Linked DNA regions of Mus musculus: regions 1 and 3 are each linked to region 2. Evidence: chromatin contacts called from public HiChIP or PLAC-seq data. All regions are on one chromosome and are shown on one strand. The core of a region is the stretch at or near the end of the contact, and the rest is flanking DNA. Distances in the headings are between cores, read along the strand shown. Region 1 overlaps Macf1 (microtubule-actin crosslinking factor 1). Region 2 holds the start of D830031N03Rik (RIKEN cDNA D830031N03 gene). Region 3 overlaps Macf1 (microtubule-actin crosslinking factor 1).

The links. HiChIP or PLAC-seq counts read pairs in DNA pulled down with a chosen protein or histone mark.
Region 1: a contact with region 2 is called in an H3K27ac HiChIP or PLAC-seq map of extraembryonic endoderm stem cells. The contact joins the enhancer-like site here to the promoter of D830031N03Rik in region 2. A contact is called at or near these places in 1 of 15 datasets of contacts at CTCF or cohesin (the NIH/3T3 cell line), 1 of 484 Hi-C or Micro-C datasets (the G1E-ER4 cell line), 3 of 115 datasets of contacts at active chromatin or transcription factors (embryonic stem cells, extraembryonic endoderm stem cells and trophoblast stem cells) and 3 of 9 other capture datasets (adipose tissue, liver and pancreatic islet).
Region 3: a contact with region 2 is called in an H3K27ac HiChIP or PLAC-seq map of extraembryonic endoderm stem cells. The contact joins the enhancer-like site here to the promoter of D830031N03Rik in region 2. A contact is called at or near these places in 5 of 484 Hi-C or Micro-C datasets (the Patski cell line, differentiating spermatogonia, embryonic fibroblasts and 2 more), 3 of 115 datasets of contacts at active chromatin or transcription factors (embryonic stem cells and extraembryonic endoderm stem cells) and 2 of 9 other capture datasets (adipose tissue and liver).

What each region holds. Positions count from the first base shown.
Region 1 is chr4:123,542,526-123,546,516 of GRCm38.p6, reverse strand. It overlaps Macf1 (microtubule-actin crosslinking factor 1), which reads left to right. Exons shown (of 98, transcript NM_001199136.1): 3 at 1,686-1,775. Among named protein-coding and RNA genes, the nearest start is that of Gm31156, 7.6 kb to the left of the region's middle. Within about 2 kb of position 2,651, at least 20 of the 459 cell types and tissues checked have an H3K27ac peak or open chromatin away from gene starts, as enhancers often do. A contact at or near this core is called in embryonic stem cells and extraembryonic endoderm stem cells, where this site is marked.
Region 2 is chr4:123,410,504-123,414,340 of GRCm38.p6, reverse strand. It overlaps D830031N03Rik (RIKEN cDNA D830031N03 gene), which reads left to right and starts at 2,430. Exons shown (of 1, transcript NM_001167918.1): 1 at 2,430-3,837. The coding sequence starts at 3,634. All of the region lies in intron 57 of Macf1 (microtubule-actin crosslinking factor 1), which reads left to right.
Region 3 is chr4:123,623,334-123,627,394 of GRCm38.p6, reverse strand. All of the region lies in intron 1 of Macf1 (microtubule-actin crosslinking factor 1), which reads left to right. Among named protein-coding and RNA genes, the nearest start is that of Mir6398, 8.9 kb to the right of the region's middle. Within about 2 kb of position 2,749, at least 96 of the 459 cell types and tissues checked have an H3K27ac peak or open chromatin away from gene starts, as enhancers often do. A contact at or near this core is called in adipose tissue, embryonic stem cells, extraembryonic endoderm stem cells and 1 more, where this site is marked.

The DNA.
Region 1 (3,991 bases), core at 1,402-3,901, 130 kb before region 2:
CCAGATGCCTGGCTTGTTCGTTGTCTCAGTAGCCTTGTTTACGTGCTGCTGGGGATTGAACCCAGGGCTTTCTGCACGCTAGGCAAGCACTCTATCAACTGAGCTATATCACCAGTCCAGATGCACCCCCCGCCCCGTGTGTGTAATGTATGTATGTATATATGTAGCAGCTTTCATACACCTTGTTTGTAAGACAGGAGTTGTCACTAAGAGCTGAGATTTTCCAGTTACCTAAGTTGGTTGGTCAGCAAGAATGTCTAATTGTAAGTGCTTGCCCAACACCTTGTGTGAGTGCTGGGGATCAAACTCACTTCTTCATACTTACGAGGTAGACGAGTTGTAGACTGAGCTGTCTCTCTAACTCCAAGCTTACTTTTTATTTTGAGACAGGGTCTCACTCTTGTAGCCCAGGATAGTGTCGCCTTTGCTTCTCAAGGCTAGGGTTATAGGTATCCACCACCATGCTGAGCTTAAACTCATTACTTCTGAAAATAGCCTTTCTTTTGTTACCTAGAAAATTATTTATGTAGAAATTGTTTTCTTCCTATTTTTACCAGTCTTCTCCTGGTGTCACTTAGTGAAATTGTTGCTAAACTTGGAGAGAGTCAGAAGACCCATGGTAGCTAAGCCACAAGACTTGCTTTCTTCCACTTCTTTTGTTGGGATTAAGTAAAGAAAACAAGATGGTGACTGAGCATACAGCCTAGTGCTTACCGGGGAAGACCAGAAAGACCAGGCTGAAGCCAAGACTTCCCCTTTGTGACCTTTAGCAGTACTAAGTCCTCATGTACAAAACAGAAACAACAAGAGCATTTTTCACAGATATGAGTGATATATGAGATAAAATATAAAGCGTTTAGTATCCACTATGTTTGACGTCAACCATATTTGCCAAAGTGAGATTTGTTTTTATCATAGTTAAGTTATAAAATTGAATTTATTTCAATTAGAATAATTTAACAATTAAAGATAATTCTAATTCATTATCAGATCATGGAAGAGAAGGGTCAAATTGAAGTACATTGAGTGAAATGTTGGCTGCCTTGCCCTTGCCTAGTGCCCAGTGCCCTGGAAGGATTTTCTGACACTGAGTGAACTCATCTGGCCATCTTAGCTCTCCACCAATCACATTTTACTCCATAGTCATTCTTGAAATGTTTTTAGGATAGATGAGTCCCCATCTTCTTTTCCAGACTTTCTAGAATATTGCTCAGTGTTGTTTAGTATACAGTCAACCTGGCTTTAGTGTAGAAAGCACATATGGTGCAATTAAAAACACTGTTGATTCCATATGGATTTTACTTGGACTTGGAAATTCCTGAGTTTTATTATTGCTGCTTCTTCTTCTTCTTTTTTAAAATATGGTTTGGACATATTTTTTAAAATGATTTATTTATTTATTTTATGTATATGTACACCATTGCTTTCTTCAGACATACCAGAGGAGGGCATCAGACCCCATTGCAGATGGTTGTGAGCCACCATGTGGTTGCTGGGAATTGAACTCAGGACCTCTGGAAGAGTAGTCAGTGCTCTTAACCACTGAGCCATCTCTCCAGCCCTTATTATTGCTTCTTGATTCACATTTTTTAATTCATAGATTTATCTCGAACTAGACATCCTCTGGAGGATGATCAAATGATTCTAGATTAGGTAATGACTGTCTTGTCATATTTTCTTTACAGGTCCGCAAGCACATCAATGATCTCTATGAAGACCTTCGGGATGGACACAACCTGATCTCCCTGTTAGAGGTCCTCTCAGGCATCAAACTGGTGAGCTTCTTTCTTCTAACGAGAGTCCTGTAAGCAAGGCTTCCTGTAGCAGTAGTTTAGTGCTTGCTCCATTGGGCGGGAGAGAGAAGTAGATGAGTTATTGATAACACTTTGTTTCTCACTCAGGCATATAGTTTACAGGTGACATCATCTCAATTTATACATTATGTATTGTCATGTGAGGTCTCTGTACCCAAGTCCTAAGGATTTAACTTGAGACTTCACACCTGTTAGAAGGCATTGTGTAATTAAATTATGTCTCCAGCTTTAGGTCTCATGCCTTGATAAAATCAGAAATACTTTTATTTTGTACCTCCGGACACCTTCTTAGTCATTCCTCATCTCTCTCTAGATACTAATCTTTCAGAAACATTATATTCATGTTTAAAAGTTTTTGGGGGAATAAATTGCATTTTTCTTTGTATAGGTTTTTTTTCTAGTTTGTATAGACTTCCCTTTTCTCTATTATGTTTTTGTCTTTTTCTCCTAATTTTCTGTGTTTAGCTAAGCATTTGAAGTTTTTAAGAACCCAGGTGTTTGGAGTTTCTCCTACTTTCCTCCATGATTTGTTGAGTCCCACAAATGTGGAAAAATTCTGGCTTGGTCTGAGCGAGCCTGTCCTCATAAAGCAGTGTTTACACACAGTCTCCTTACATATGCTGGCCTGTCCCAGTGCTTGTGGGAAGCCCTTTCCTACAGAGAATCCTGGCTGAGACCCCTGACCCTTCAAAGAATACCTCTCACACTTGCTTTGTTTAAGGGATTAAAATAACATTCCTTTGGCCATTGTTTCAAATATCTAAGCACAATGGAAGCAAGTGTTCTTTGTGTGTGGTTCAGTGTCTTTCTTTCAGATGCTATAGGCAGTGCAGTTTTCATTGGAAACATCCATGCTTGAGTATTAGAAGCATGGGTGTGTGGGGGGGAGATCTGCAGAGGCACACAGTGCAAGCACTCTAAATCTTAGCCCACTCAATGCTTCTGGTGGATTCTTAGTCATTGTTTGTTGTGTTAAAGAATAGTTTCTTTGGCACACTAGATTTCATTGTTTATGTGATGTTCAACTCCTTCTAGGATTGGGGCTTAGCTTCCTGAGCCCTTTGTTTTGGGTTTACTTTAAAAACAAAAAACTCTTAGTAGTACAGTTATTCATATGTATTTTTTAGTGGTCAGAATTGTCACAAGTGCTGGGTGTGGTGGCGCACACCTTTGATCCCAGCACTTGGGAGGCAGAGGCAGGCAAATTTCTGAGTTCGAGGCCAGTCTGGTCTACAGTGAGTTCCAGGACAGCCAGGGCTACACAGAGAAACCCTGTCTCAAAAAAAACCAAACCAAACAAAACAAAAACAACAACAAACAGAATTGCCATAAGCCTTTGTTAGCATAGCTAGTATGTGTAATTCCTGTTTCTCGTCTGGCCTTCATTCATTTTATTATTTTTTTTAAGATTATTTTAAAGATTTATTTATATATTTTATGGAGTACTCTATGTGCATGTGTACCTGTGTGTCAGAAGAGGGCATCGGATCTTTACATATGGTTGTGAGCCATCATGTAGGTGCTGGGAATTGAACTCAGGACCTCTGGAAGAGCAGCCAGTGCTTTGAACCACTGACTGGCCTTCATTTATTGATCTAGTAAGATATCAGAATTCCAATCTTCTCTGCTGGACGTTATTCTTCAGCACTCATTCAGTGCATCTCCTACAGTTGATAGGTGTGTCAACAGTGGTTTTCACATTGGAAAGTCATTCTTTCTGATGATACTGTGTACCATGCAGGGTAAAGGTGTTCCCATTTAACTGTTCTTCTTAACCTTTGAAGACGTGGGTGTTTATGGAGATGCTCATATTATCTTTTCACCAGAAAGCATCTGATGTCTTTCAGAGTTGTTCTTGTCATAGTTCCAACCATAACAGAATTACAAATGTAGGATGGGTAGACATGAAGAATTGAAGATGTTCTCAAAAGAAGAAGTGTTCAGTGTCCTCTGCTCTGCTGTTGATCTGACTTTTTTTCTTTCTTTTGGAGGCGGGAGGTTTTTTCATTTTTAGATAAAAAACATTTATTCATTTCTCCTTTGTGTGTGTGTATGCGTGTATGTGTGCTTTCTTTTCTGTTCCTCTATTGTGTTTTTTTTGGTTGGTGGCCAAAGGAGCCAGCAGGGCTGAAGACCCTTCGTCTCGTGAGCATGCCCTCCTGGCGTCATGCAAACAG
Region 2 (3,837 bases), core at 1,181-3,680:
AGTGTGACTAAAAGTGATAAGTAGTTTGAGTCTGAACCTCGGTTATTAGACTGTTCCATTTATTTATCTGACATTGATGAGAAGAGTAAACCAAGGTGGATAAGTGTGGGAAGGGGTTAATTAGGAAAAGATTGACCTGATTGGCACCTGACTTGGTGAGGAAACAGGAAAAGAATTTTTGTCTGTGAAGGTTGTGATTCCATATCAAGACCATTCTTTATAATAGAATAACCACCCACCCTTAACTCCAGAGCTGGAATTCCTCAGATTCTTCTAACCAGAGGGGCCCTGGCGTGCTAAAGAGTCTGTTATGATATCTGAACACGTGGTGAATGTATTTGGCCAGGAAGACTTGCAAGTGAAATAAATCCTCTATGGGGTTTTCCAGTTGCATTGAATAATTACAACAAACTTAAAATCTGAAGTCCATGAATTGTGAAGTATCCAGTCTGTAAGTTGATTTGTTCTTAGGATCACAGTGTGTCAGGGGTTGAAGGGACTTTAAAACACGCCCTGAATAAACTTCAAGATTTCTTAATCTGTTTCCTGAGATTGCTATGCCATGTGGTTGCTTGAATTTCTGCTCACATTCCTTTGGGATCAGGAAAAGTCACCCTTTTAGGGAACACCTTATTCTTTGAATAGCAGTGAGAAAACTGATGGTTTGAAATCTGCCCTTGGATCTTGGTGTGCCAGTTTAAGGAGAGATTCAGCACAAATTTCCTTCCTCCCACATCCCAGCTCCTCAGATTCTTAATGTTGATCATATCCCCTGAAATTTGCTCTCCATCAAGTATTCTTGATTCTTTTCACTCTGGGTTCGTAGAAAAATGTTCTAGTGTCTTGCACTATTGCACCAGGAAGCCACAGGATTCTGGATAGCTTTCTGAAGTTTTAACTTTAAAGACTAGGGTATCTAGAATAAGATGATACAATGTTTAAGTATTCTCTCCTGTTTACAGATGGAAAGTCTTTGTATTTGAGTGGGTAGAATTGATCAGCTTCTTTAGGAGTGAGAAATGAAGTATAAAACATTTTGCCAAGCAAAGTTGTCTTTTACTTGACTAATCTGATCATGGGCTTCAGCCTGTACCTCATTTTTGCCAAGGAGTTTCTGGCTCCTCAAGTAAGTTTAAGGCTTAGCTCCAAGCTTCACTGCCAAATCTCCACACACCAGTGACTCGTTTTATTTACTGTTTGTGTGAAGAGTAGAAATAACTTTCTCATAAGTTTTATCATCTATATTAACTACTTGGGCCAACAGGACTTTGTACATTTTAACTGACCTTTTTCATCCTCATGAAATCCGAGGGACCATCATAAAGGGAGTCAAGTATTACACCTCAAAGAGATGCAAGCTACCTCTGGCAGGCAGTCTTCTGGGTTGCTTTGTACTTTTCTTAACAATTACAGGGTCTCTAGATAGCTTTCCTAAAATCCAGAACGTAGTTTGCAGGATTGTGTAACACATTTCTCTAATATTTTCATTCTTGAGACTTGAAATATGAACTCATGCTTTTCATCTAGCCCTTCAGAGGCTCAGATTTCCTTGGACGTGCACAGCGGTTATAGCCAATCCAGGTGTTGGTCATGGGCTGTTCCTGCTAGAGTCTCCACTGCCCTGCAACCCGCACCCCATTTTCCGGTCATTAAGACCGCTGAAGTCTGAGCAGAGAAATCCAGGTGGCGAAATGGGCCAAGATCTGACATACTTGAGAAGGGAAACTGTGCCTAGAGTTTATCCAATAACTTGGTTCCTGAGTCTAACTTAATTCCTTGGCATGCCAAGAAAAGACTGTGTTTAAGGCTAGCCTGTTCTTTGGTCAGCGCCAGAGGTGACATTGGAAAAATACAGGGATAGTCGTTGGCGGCAAAGCTGGAGCCTAGGATAGTGCAGACCGCCCACCCCAGCCCGTACGTCTCTACCGGCAGATGGGGCCCCCGAGTGGCCCTAGCCACTACCGGCTGGTAGTGGGGGCGGCGGGGGCGCCCCTTCTGGGTTCGCCCTTGGGCTGGGCTCCCATCCCGCCGGTTGGAAAGAAGCGGGGGCGGAGGGGCCGGGCCAGCGTTGTGAGGGCGGGGCTTTCCTTTGTCAGGGGATTTGCCCGGCATGACCAGGACTGCCCCTCTCCTCTCACCCTCGCAGGCGGGGACACTATTACTCCCGTGGGTGAGGAGGGAGTGAGCTAGAGGGGGTGCGGGATGAGCTGGAGTCCCTCGCCCCAACCCCGGGAAGCCCCTCCCTCGCCGCCTTGGCCTCCAATCCTTGCCTCCGCCCCCTCCCCTCCCGGCGGGGCTCCCTATAGGCCCCGCCCCCGTCCTCCTCCCTAGCAGTCGGCGCCGCGCGCTCCCGGGCTTCCAAGGGGGCTGCCCGGGCGGGGCAGCGGCTGTGGCGGGGCTAGAAGGGGGAGGAGATCCGCCCGCCACCCGAGCACTTCCAGCCAGCGGCGTGTGAGCGGGCCGCGCGGCGTGAGAGAGGCGGGCTCGCCCCCCTCGTGCGGCCGGAGCGGAGCCTTTTGTTCCCGGCCAGAAGTTTGCATGCCGGGACCGTGACAGCTGCGGGCGGGGAGGACGGCTGCAGGGCCGGCGGCGTGGTGGAGAAAAGAGGCGACTGCTTGTCATGCAGCCCACGACGCGGCGGCTGGGGGCCGGGGACCTGCAGTGGCCGGGGAGGCGGCGCCCACAGGACACGGGACTTACTGCTGCCGGAGGGACAAACTAACTTCCTGAGCGCTAGACCCAAGGCCGGCCCGCCGGGAGCCACCTGCAAGGTTGCGGTGAGGCGACCCTGGCCCTCCGGGGCGCGAGGCATGGCGCGGGTTTGCGGGCGGTGCTAAGTGAGTCCAGACTGCCTCTTGGCCGCTGCCGCAGCCTGCCCGCCTTCTGAAAGGCCCAGCGTGGGCCTCCACTCGCCTTGTTTTGCGGCCACGATACAGTGTTGGCTTGGAAGCCACAACAATGCCATGATGTTTTGGAGACAGGAAGCCCCAAGCTGGCCCCGAATGAAGGACTTCCTGTGTTTAAAGTTGCAGGAATATCCGCTGACCAGCCCTGTTCAAATGCAAACACCCAACTAGAGAGGACGAATGGCTAATTCAGACCAGCTGGACTCTTTAGGGCTGAACACAGGATAAAATGAAAGGAATTCTTAGGAGCTTGGACCATACTTGAAGGCTAGAGAGGGTGTGCCATTGTTATAAAGGACATAGTTGGTATACATTTTCTGCTTCCAACTCAGCTTTGGTGCGAATCGAGTGAAACTAGATATTGAATAAGACTTGTCAATATCAAACGATTTTTTTGCTGACTGAATTTGAAAGGGCTTTAGAAAAGTAAAACCAGAAGCCATACAAGTATTTGTTTTATGTTTATTGATTAAATAATATCATTTGTCTTTCTGCAGTTATGAGGCTGCTAGCCTGTGAGGGAAAACCTGTTTGTCTTATTAGAGTTTCTCCCAAAATGGTTTCAAATTGGGAACTTCCAGATCTTTCTGAAAGGCAGATGCAATTGGTGGTTTGGAGTATAAACATGTAAGAGGACTTACAATTCATGTAGAATGTATTTTGAGAGAACCCGTGGCGGGGAAAAAAAACTTTTGAAAGATTGATGGTTCATCTTTATTGAAAAAGTATGGGTAAGCCACTTAGCAGGCCAGACTGTTTAAGGCGGAACCCTACCTGCCTGGGTAAAGGGGAAGATGAGGATGGCTATATAGAAGATTGCTATGTTCCACAGCGGTCTATATACGATACAATGAGGATAAATGAACAGATTGACCAGGGGTCAAAACTTAATCAGACGTCAAAAAGCACCATGGAGAAGATGGAAGGAAGT
Region 3 (4,061 bases), core at 1,500-3,999, 210 kb before region 2:
CCTGTGTGTGTGCGTGTGTGTGTGTTGTGGTGTGTTGGGGGTATGTGTGTGTTGGGGGGGGGTATGTGCAGGTGTCCTTGGAGTCTAGGAGAGGGTATCAGATCCCTGGAATGAAAGTTACCCTTGAACTCACTATGTAAGTCAGTCAGTCTGGCCTTGAACATGTGAGGATTGTCCGGTGTTTGCCACCACTTACAGGCATACCCACCCTGTGCTCACTCCCACATTTTAGTGCTGGAGATTGAACCCATGGGAATCATTGTGCTATACCCTGGTTTGTACAGCTTTTTGCTTCTAAATCTCGTGTTCCAAACTAAATATTTGAAGCCAATTTAGGTAAGATAGCAAGTTTCTGGTCAAACTGGGCAACCCTGTGAGACTTTCTTCCTTCCTTCCTTCCTCCCTTCCTTCCTTTTTTTCCTTCCTTCCTTCTTAAGACAGGGTTTCTCTGTGTAGCCTTGCCTGTCCTGGAACTCACTCCGTAGACCAGGCTGGCCTGGGACTCAGAGACCTACTCTCTGTCTCTTGAATGCTGGAATTAAAGGCATGTGCCACCACTTTCTGTTGAGACCCTCTTTCAAAAACAAGTAAAACAACAAAAATATGCCACATTTTTTCCAACCAAACACTTTCTTTTTCTTTTTTTTGGACAGAGTCTCTCTGTGTATCCCCAGCTGTCCTGGGACTCACTATTTAGACCAGGCTGGCCTCAAATTTGGGGATCTTTTTGCCTCTGCCTCCCCAGTGCTGCAATTAAAGATGTTTGCCTCCATTCCCAGCCATTTTATGATTCTTTTTTTTTTTTTTTTTTTTTTTTTTTTTTTTTTGGTTTTTTTGAGACAGGGTTTCTCTGTGCAGTCCTGGCTTGTCCTGGAACTCACTCTGTAGACCAGGCTGGCCTTGAACTCAGAAATCCACCTGCCTCTGCCTCCCAAGTGCTGGGATTAAAGGAGTGCACCACCATGCCCGGCTCCATTTTATGATCCTTATCATTTGCTATTATGTGCAGTTATTGTGTGCTATGCTGACCTACTTTTCAGTGCCCTTAAAGAGGCTATAATATGTTATTTGCATAGTACAATATCTCAGTAAACATTTGTGAGAAATGTGAATGTCAGACAGTGAATGCCTGTGCCTAGTGCAGTGTCTAACACACAGACATGCAGTACTTAGACTTCTGTGCCATTTATTCAGTTTCAATCATGACTTACCAAATGCTTTATATTTCCTTTGGTGCCTGTCATCTTGGCAAATTGTCTGTCACTGAACATCCTCAGTTCTGACTTTGATTGAACATCCTCAGTTCTGACTTTGATTTTTTTTTTTTTCATTATTAGTGATTATTGAACCTAGGGTCACACACTGCTGGGTAGGTACTCTGTCACTGAGCCATATTCCTATATCCTTACCCCCTTAAACTATTTATTTATTTATTTAAAGACAGAATCTCATCGTGTACCCCTGGCTGGCCTGGAACTTGCTATGTGGCCAAGGCAGGCCTTGACTTTGTAATCTTCCTGTGCCAGCCTCCTAAGTAGTGGTTGATTACAGTCCAGGCCACTAGGCAGCTGATGATAGTGTTGCTTTTAGTTTCCATTTTTAGCTCCATTTCATACTTGATGAAATAGAAGATCAGAAAGACATAGTGACATGCCCAAAGATACACAGCTGACTGGCAGCAGATCTACATACCATTTACATGGACTCTTAACCATTCTGCTGTGGTCAGTTGCTCAGGAGGCTTTTGCATTAACTTCTTCCTAGACTCTTCTTTGGTATTGGGTGTGGCTCAAATACAGACAAGCCAAAGCGGTGTAATGTGTGACTCCGCCCCTGTTGCTCTTCACCTTGAACCAGCATCAGAACTACCTGGAGGGCTTGTTAAAAAGATTGCTGGGTCCCACCCTGGTTCTGGCTCATTGTGCACCGAATCACGGGTGGGGCTTGAGAATTTGCGTCTGTTTTGAGTTTCCAGAGTTGCTGGTGCTGCTAATTGGGGACCACTGCTGTAGAGTACTGAGCTTAAGATGGGGACCACTGCTGTAGAGTACTGACCTTAAGATGAGGCAGCCAATGGTATAGAGGGTTGCTGAGGTTAGATGGGAGTCAGGCTGTCCAGGTTGGAGTCTCGGCCTTGCTACTTACTAACTGCACTTGGGCAAATACTTGAGTATTCATGTACTTTGGTGTTCATCTGTAGAATGTTTTGCTGATAGTATCTACATTGTAGGATTCTTAAGATCGAATGAAATAGTATGTGTAAAGTGCTTGAAGTATGGGACCTTTCTTTCCTACAACAGTGATGAGATATGTTCTTTGTTTTGTAAACTTTAGGGTCTAGTTCTTAGACTAATAAGGAGTAAAACTGTGAATCCAGGTGTCAGATGGTACAATTCTGACTGGTCAGGTGTGCAGTGGAGCACCAGGAAGGCAGTGAGACGAGGAGGAGGAGGAGGAGGAGAAGGGGTGAGTGGGGCTAGAGATGCTGGCATGCGGGAGCTGAGAAAGGTGGGGTTGTCAGTGGTTTGAGTTTTACTATCAGAGAAATTCCAAGAAAGCAAGGTGCCGGCACACAGTTTGTCAGAGAGATAACTTTCTCTTCCTCTCAGCAGATTTAGCTCTGGTATCTGGTTTTAAGGTGGCTGGCAGCGTTCGCTTCTTTTGGAGAACAATGGCTAAGGAAATGGTTTGCTGCTAGCTTCTGGGGCTGGCTCAGCAAGCGGCCTTTATCCTCCACAGCTGCTGCACATACTTTTGATTCTTGCTGAGAAAGGCAGTTGTTAGGTTTGGAAGTTTTCAGATTCCAGAGCCAGCTGGACAGCTGACCTTCTGGTAGCTGTTTCCCAGACTGCCATCTCTCTGTCGCCTCTTCTGGGTCCCCCTTTTTTGACTTTGGAAAGATGATCTATATTTAGTGAGTAAGACAGTTAGAAGGTTAGGGGAGACCATGGATGGGTATTTGAGCCTAGGACAAGATGTATCCTGTACCCAGACTTTAACCCTTTCATCCTCAAATGACCACTTAAAGTGCTTAGGAATGTACCTCTAGCTCATGGCAGTGTTTATTTTTGGATGCCCTGAATAAAATATTTGGGGGGAAGAAGTAGGAAGATGTTCATGTCACTCCATTTATGGCCAAGCAATGCTAGGTATTCTACAGAAGGAGCCATAGAAACAGGGATGGAAAGAACTCTGCATTGTGACTGTTCACCTTTCACTCAGAGATGATTAGGGATACCTTGTGAGGCACCAGAGCAGAGCAAGTATTTCTTAGACTCACATGAGCACCAGCTGCTTTTTCTGGGCATCATCTTCTCTCCCAGGCTGCTGAGTCACCACCTAGGAATGGCTCGGAATGGCAGTAGCCAGGTTGCCACCTGGAGCACCTGGAGAGTTCTTGGCATACTGCACTGTTGGTTTTGGTCTCCTAGACACAGATCGGGCCTCTTCAGCTCTTCGAATCATGGGCTGAGACTTAGCTCTCCTTCCAGCTTGTTCCAGGAGGCACTGACCTACTTTTCAGGGACAATTAAGTGTTTGTGAGCATTGGAAGGCGGTGGCCAAAGCGAAGGTTGAACTAGAGTTACATTAAACAAACATTGGGAGTTTCTTTTTCCATCACACACACCAGGGCCTGTCTCCATTCAAATGGAAAGGCAGGCTAGGCTGATGGGGGCCAGATTCCAGGTGCTTATCTAGATGGCCACCCAACTCTTGAATTCTTGTCTTGTCAGTACACTTTAATATTAGAAGTTTCCTTTTGAAATCACACACTCATTGTCTTTTTAGAACAAGGTTAAGAAGCTAGTGAATTGGCTATTAAGAGACAAAAGTACTTTTAGGTGACACCGTCTGGTTTATTTGTAGCATCAGTGAGATGATGCAAGCCTCTTCTCTCCGTACAGGACTAGAAGAATAAGCTAGCTAGGAACCTGGATCTTAGGGAATAAGTAAATCGTTTCTGTAGACTTGACTTTCCTTATAAGGCAAGAGATTAAGAACTAATAAATGAATAAGCAAGCTTTCAATAAATAAATTAGAAAACTCAACAAGAATTAGTA